2 separate regions of the Triticum aestivum genome follow, and region 1 is linked to region 2. The links are chromatin contacts, called in public HiCAR-type maps. All regions are on one chromosome and are shown on one strand. The core of a region is the stretch at or near the end of the contact, and the rest is flanking DNA. Distances in the headings are between cores, read along the strand shown.

What was found. HiCAR-type assays count read pairs that join an accessible place to other places.
Region 1: a contact with region 2 is called in a HiCAR-type map of leaf, with 9 times the contacts expected there. The contact joins the promoter of LOC123125826 here to the promoter of LOC123078652 in region 2. A contact is called at or near these places in 1 of 5 Hi-C or Micro-C datasets (leaf) and 1 of 1 datasets of contacts at active chromatin or transcription factors (leaf).

The regions. Positions count from the first base shown.
Region 1 is chr1B:381,328,182-381,331,445 of IWGSC CS RefSeq v2.1, forward strand. LOC123125826 reads right to left here and starts at 1,538. Exons shown (of 2, transcript XM_044546278.1): 1 at 1,189-1,538; 2 at 1-604. The coding sequence starts at 1,248.
Region 2 is chr1B:380,991,399-380,994,790 of IWGSC CS RefSeq v2.1, forward strand. LOC123078652 reads left to right here and starts at 1,532. Exons shown (of 2, transcript XM_044501238.1): 1 at 1,532-1,617. The coding sequence starts at 1,532.

The sequences.
Region 1 (3,264 bases), core at 288-2,787, 340 kb after region 2:
AGGAGGAAGCCGCCTCGGTGTCCGACGAGCCCTTGGCGCGGCCGGGCCTGTTGGCCCGCATCACCCTCGCCTTGTCGTTGCCGCCCCCGTCGGAGGAGCAGCCGGCGACCTTGCAGCCGAGGGAGCAGAAGCGGAAGTTGTCGAGGAGGCTGCGGCTGCAGACCTCGCAGAGGTTGGCGCTGCCGGCGCCGCCGCCGCCCTTGCCGGGCTGCTTCTGCTGGGGGCGCTCGTTGAGGAAGACGACGCGCGCGCTGTTGATGACGTAGGTCTGCACGCCGGCGATGTCCATGAAGCGCTGGATGTCCGACACCCGGATGACGTCGTGGTAGGAGGAGCGGCGGATCTGGATGGTGTGGTGGCCGCGGTGCGCGTGCGCGAGGCACAGCGAGCACAGCGCCGCCGCCCCGGCGGCGGCCCCGGCGGCGCAGTCGAGGCAGAACATGTTGCACTCGCCGCTCCGGTGCGACTCGGTGTGCGTCTTGCATTGCGCGAAGAAGCGCGCGGACAGCAGCGGGCGCAGCCACTGCGGCCACTGCTCCTCCGCCGCCGCCGCCGCCACCTGCGGCTCCGCCTCCTCTTCGTCCGGCTCAGGGGCGCCGCCTCCCTGCACACGACAACCACAAGAAAGATTGGTCAGTTCAACAAGAAACGTCCAGCGATGGAAACATTGGCATCCTGACAATCAAGAAATTCGATCTCGTCTGAACGCTGACAAGATTGCCAGAAATCTACTGCGAGTTATCAATCAATCAACCAAAGAGAAGAAACAAAAGAAAACATAAAGGCTAGGACTGGCTAGTACCAAATTCCAACGCATCGAAATGCTGGAGCAGAGAGACGACGCGGAACCAAAACAGAAACACCACCATTAATCAGGGGGCGGGGGAGAAGAAGGGCTAACGCAGAAGACAGGGAAAAAGAATCAATGCTTTGACCGCCATTCCCCACAGGATTGACACGAACTGATCCAACAGCAATCCGCGCGCCCGATAGATACCACAGTAACGCACGCAACCAGTTCCCCTCATTCCTCCGCCCCGGAGAGGAGCACGGACGAAACGAAAAAGAAACGTACAAACATGCCAAGAAACCAGTACTACTACTACTACCAATCAAGCAGGAGAGGAATGGCGATATGCCATCGCAGCTAGGTAGGGGGAAGGGGAGGAGGGTGGGTTAATCAATTACCATGATCCTCCTGTTTTTGAGGCGGAGCTCCTTGAAGGGCGACTCGTGGTCGATGGCCATGCTCACGCACCGCACCAAAAACAACAACAAGAAGCAGAAGAAGGGGCTGGGTTGGGCTGCTGCTGGGGCCTCGGGGGAATCGAAGAGCAGGAGGCGGTTGGTGCGCGTGGAAGGGAAGCGGAGCGGCGGAAGAAGCGATATATGGACGGACGGATGGGCAGGCGGGCAGGCGGGCGGTGGGAGTCTAGAAGTAGACGAAGGAGGGGTTTAGTAGAACGGAACGGGAACGGGAATGGGAATGGGAGGGGTCTCTCCCTCCGAGTGCGCGTGTCTCGTTCTTATCGTCCCAAGTCAGTCAGTCGTCCACCCGGGCGGAACCAAACCAAGTCGTCTTCCTCCTCTCCTCTTTCGCTGTGTCTGTGGTGGTATGGTGGCCGCTCTTCCTAAACCCCGGATTAATTAATTGATCCGGCTTAATTAGCAGCGGCCGATGCGTTATTCGCAAAGCGGCCTTCAATTCCCTCCCTCTCTCCCTCCCTCGCATCTGATTACGTAACAGGGATCGAAAGCGAAGTGCCGGATTAATTAATTCATTGATTAAGCCCCCTGCTCTGTGACCTCAGGTTTTGGTCTGAGCGAAATGCACGGGGCACCCGGCGCGGTGCACCCCGGTCCTTCTGCATTAGGGTTTGGGCACGTGTTCCCTACTTGGACAGACGGACATTTTCACCCCACTTGATTTGATTTGAGTTGCAACACTTGCACTGTGTTTGTGGTGGTCCTGATGCCCTAGCCCCGCATGTGTTTAGTATAGTGCTAGCTCCACGTCGCGTTTCTCTTTGGGTCACGCTTTGTCCGTGCTTCACAGGTTTAGGCGGCGGCTATATAGTTAAGCCAATTCGAATAAATATAGGTCACGGCTAGATTTTTATTTTTTTGGCGGTTGATGACGGCTAAGACTAGTGTACTACTCTAATTTGTGTGCAGCGAGGAGAGTAGCAACACTCATTACTACTACCACATTACTCCAAACTTACAAAGGAGAGGATGACACAAGAATGGAGACGAAAGCAAAGGAATGCGTTTTGGGAGTAGTATTGGGTGAAGAAAAGAAAAATGTTGCTGCTTGGTAGCATTGCTTAAGGAAGAGAGAGAGAGAGAGAGATTAATTTCCAAAGAAGGTAAATGCTTGCTGAGCAAGCATCCAAGTGGTGATTTACTAAGAATGGCATCCCTAAGTTAATTCGCCCTTTGCGGGATATGACAAATTCACAAGTGCTCCTCCGTATATAGCACGGAATGCACTTGCGCTTTCCCGGTCATATGGCCTGATGCAGGAGTCACGCATTCCCTCCCTTGACTTTGGCTAGTGCTAGTACACTGCGCTTAAACTTGCATTAACCCAACACCGGTGCGGCGCGGCATTTGGCAGTTGAGCTGCCCTCACCTCACCTCATCTTTCACGAAACGGTGTGGTTTCCTTGTGTTCATGTAGGGTGTGTGATTAAACAAACGAAGCTGTGATAGCTGCCAACTGTTGTATTGTACGTCAATTCTTGTTCTTTGTTTGGATCATTGGGTGTGCTGATGATGCTTAGGTTGGATCGGTTGCACCATCGGTTTTGCCACCTTCCATTCTTTGGATTACTTATTGCTCGTTTCCAGGCCTTCAGCTCCTGCCACCGCCAATAATGCTGCCCTACGAATTCAACTACTGCTACTAAAAACAGCACATACAGCTTTATCCAAACAAAAAAGAAATAAAAAAGAAATGGGGGCAGCTTGGTTTGTTCGTTCAAGCTGGTGAATTTGCGTGGGATCAATGGACGCTCCGTTTGTTGTTCCCAACATGCATCGAAGAGAGGAGAGGAGGAACTATAAAACTGGAAAGAGGCCAGGGTCGAGCAGAAAGTGTGGGTTTTTGAAAAGATTCTGCCGCCACTCAATCATGATACTATCATCCACCAAAGCCGCTTTGCGCCTTCTTTATTCACATGCCGCTGCATTGATTCTTTCTCTCTCTCTCTCTCTCTTTTTTTCTTAATGAAAGCTAGCGGGGAGCAGGGAGGAGGCAGT
Region 2 (3,392 bases), core at 282-2,781:
TCAACTTTGATCTACCTTTCTTGAAATTGACGATTATTTTCCATATTTGTGAACCTTTTTTCAAGATCAATGAACTTTTTTGAAATTTGTGATTTTTTTCAGAACTGATGAATTTCTTTTTAAAAATTTATGAACTTTTTAGTCAAATATTTTTACCTTTTCAAGTAAATAAACTCTTTTTTTCAAAATCGATGATTGTTTTCAAAAAAAATTGTGAAGTTTTTCTTCAAAATCAATGAAATGTTTTCACATCGATGAGTTTTTTTTTTCGAAATCGATGAACTTTTCCAAATTCATGTACTTTTTCAGATCCATGAACTTTTTTAAAAGTTGTGATCCTTTTCAAATTCATGAACTTTTGCAACTTCATAAACTTTTTCAAAATCTATGATATTTTCAAATTCGTGAACTTCCAAATTTATGAACTTTTCTCTTAGATTAGTTATATTTTTCAATTTTCGTGAACTATTTTGAGTATGTGGCTTATTTCTTCTTTAGACAAATTCGTGAACTCTTTTTGGATGTTGGTGAGCCTCTTTTGAAATTTGTGAACTTCCATATGTTACAGCGCGACTACAATTGTTCTTAAATATTTCGCTCTGCTATTAGCCTCTAGTACCAGGTAGCTCCAGTGGTTAGCCGAACGCGCACAAAATCAACGGCCCAAGTTCGAATCATTGAGACAATTTTTTTTGGGGGGGGGGTCCCTACTATTATAGAAACTGACAATTCAAGGCATAATCCATTGTTCAGTTGCGAAGAAGTCTAATCCTATTGCTTTAGGTGGAAGTTTAACTTAACAATCTCCACTGAAAATTCTGGTATATCCAACATTGTTTGGAACACTTGACAAACTTATGTGCCTCGAGATCTGATGGGGGATTGATGGGTTATGGATAGGCTTAGGCCCATATAAGATAATAATCCCTGGTTAATCTCTAAGGCTCATGCATGTGTGCGGCAAGTGGTGGGAAGTATGGTGGAAAGTTTAGTCCCATACTGCTACAGTAAGAAGAGTGAGACTTCTTTATAAAGCCTGCCCTACCACTTGCTATTGGGAGCTTGAGAACAGGAGCTGTACACGTGCACTCCTCCTCCGCCACCCGCCTCGCCTCGCCACGACGCGCGCGCACCGCGGGTTGCAGGAATGAGTCGAGCCGAAGCTTATTTTTGCCGGTCAGGAATGGTTAATTAATTAACGAGTCGCTTACGGAAGCGCCACTGTTTAAGACGGTCCTATACAAGAAGTCGTTAGCCAGTGGAGTGAACCCTAACTCAGTTCACTCACTCCCTCTCGTACAACCCTAGCCGTCATCTACTGTTCCTCTCTCCGTGCAGCTTCCGTCGATCCCATCCCGACGACCACATGCACGGTTGCTCAGGAGAGCAGGTGCCTCCGGAACCCTATTGTTCAAGATCCTGCCCGGGAGAATGGCAATAAGGTTTTTGAGGAGCGTCTCGACGCGACTGCTCCCGATCCATCCCCATCTTCGTCCGCCTCTGCTTCCACTACTACTTCTTTATCGACTCCATGGTTGACGATGAAGTCGCCAAGAAGGCCTTGGCTGATGCCGAGGCTGCTGCTATCGGCACCGCGTTGGCCTGGCCAACCGGAGGGTATGCCTCATTCATCCTCTATATGCTCTTTCATGTGTTGGCCGTATATATGATGTTCATAGATGTTTCATTTCTATGTATGGTACATACTCACATGCTTAGGTATCGGTATGATATGCATACCGTATTTGCCATGCTTATCATTTACTCGTGGATTAGATTAGTCGGAAAGTGCTAATATTTCCAATCCAAAAACCTTATTTTAGGCACTTTTCTACTCATGGCTTCACCGCTACTCTGAAACCGGAAAAGTTTATTGGAACACACTTTAAGCGTTGGTAGACAAGGACTACCTTGTGGCTCACAGCTATGAACGTGTTCTTGGTTGGTGGTGTGTCTCCCACAGTAACGACTGCTCCTGAACAGGAGAATGCGTTTAGGGAGGCAACCACCATCTTTATGGGAGCTGTTCTTACTGTCATCGGAGACAAGTTAGTCGACACGTATCTCCATATGTGTGTTACCAAGAATTTGTGGGATGTGCTCGAAGCTAAGTTCGGCGCAACCGATGCTGGAAGCGAGTTGTATGCTATGGAGCAGTTCCATGATTACAAATGGTTGATAACCATTCTGCATTGGACCAGGCCCATGAGATACAATGCATCGCTAAGGAGCCGGAGCTCCTGAAGTGTGAGTTATCGGACAAGTTTGTCGCGGGTTGCATTATTGCAAAACTCCCTCCTAGATGGAGGAACTTTGCTACTTCTTTCAAGCACTTGAGACATGAATTCTCTGTTGAGGATGCCATCGGTCATCTAAGTGTTGAGCATAGCTCGAGAGCAAAGGACTCACACGTGGAAGGGGCAGAGGGTTCTTCTAGTGCCAGTGGTGCAGAAGAATTCTCACAAGTTCAAGGGAAATAACTCTGTCCAGCAGAATACTACCTTCAAGAAGAAGGGTAAGAAGAAAGACAAAAAGAGAGATGACTGGTTTACTTGTGGTTCAGAGGAACATTGGGCAAACAAGTGCCTAAACAAGTACAAGAAGCCAGGACAGGACGCCAAGTCTGTTAATGTCACTCTAAGCAACAATGATGGGGCATCTGGGCATGGTAATCTGTTTACCGTACTTCCAGTTTCTCAGTCCACCGATTGGTGGGTTGACACTAGGGCCAATATTCATGTGTGTGCCGATGTGTCTTTTTTTTCTTACCAGGTCGCACGAGATTGTTCTGTCCTGAAGGGGAACGGCTCGCATGCTTCTGTTCATGGTGTTGGCACGATAGATCTGAAATTTACTTCAGGAAAGATCGTGCAACTGAAGAACGTCCAACATGTCTCCGCCATCAAGAAGAATCTCGTTAGTGTCTCCCTTCTATGTAAATAAGGGTTTAAGTTAGTATTTGAGTCTAACAAAGTAGTTGTATCTCGGTATGGACTATTTGCTGGAAAAGGATATGATTGTGGTGGTTTGTTTCGCCTTTCCTTGGAGGATTTCTGTAATAAAGTCGTGAAACAAATTCATTCTAATCTGAATGAATATGAGGTTTGGCATTCACGTCTTTGTCACATAAATTTCAGTTGTATGATGCGGCTGGCTAAGATGAATTTAATTCCGAGTTTCACTTTATCCAAAGGCTCTAAGTGCCATGTGTGTGCGAAAGCTAAACAACCTCGTAAGCCTCACAAGCCTACGAAGGAGAGACACCTGACACCATTAGAGCTCATACATTCAGATCTGTGTGAGATGAATGGTGTGTTGAATAAAGGTGGAAAGAAATACTTCATGACTTTAATTGATGATTCCACTAGATTTTGTTATGTGTATCTGTTAAA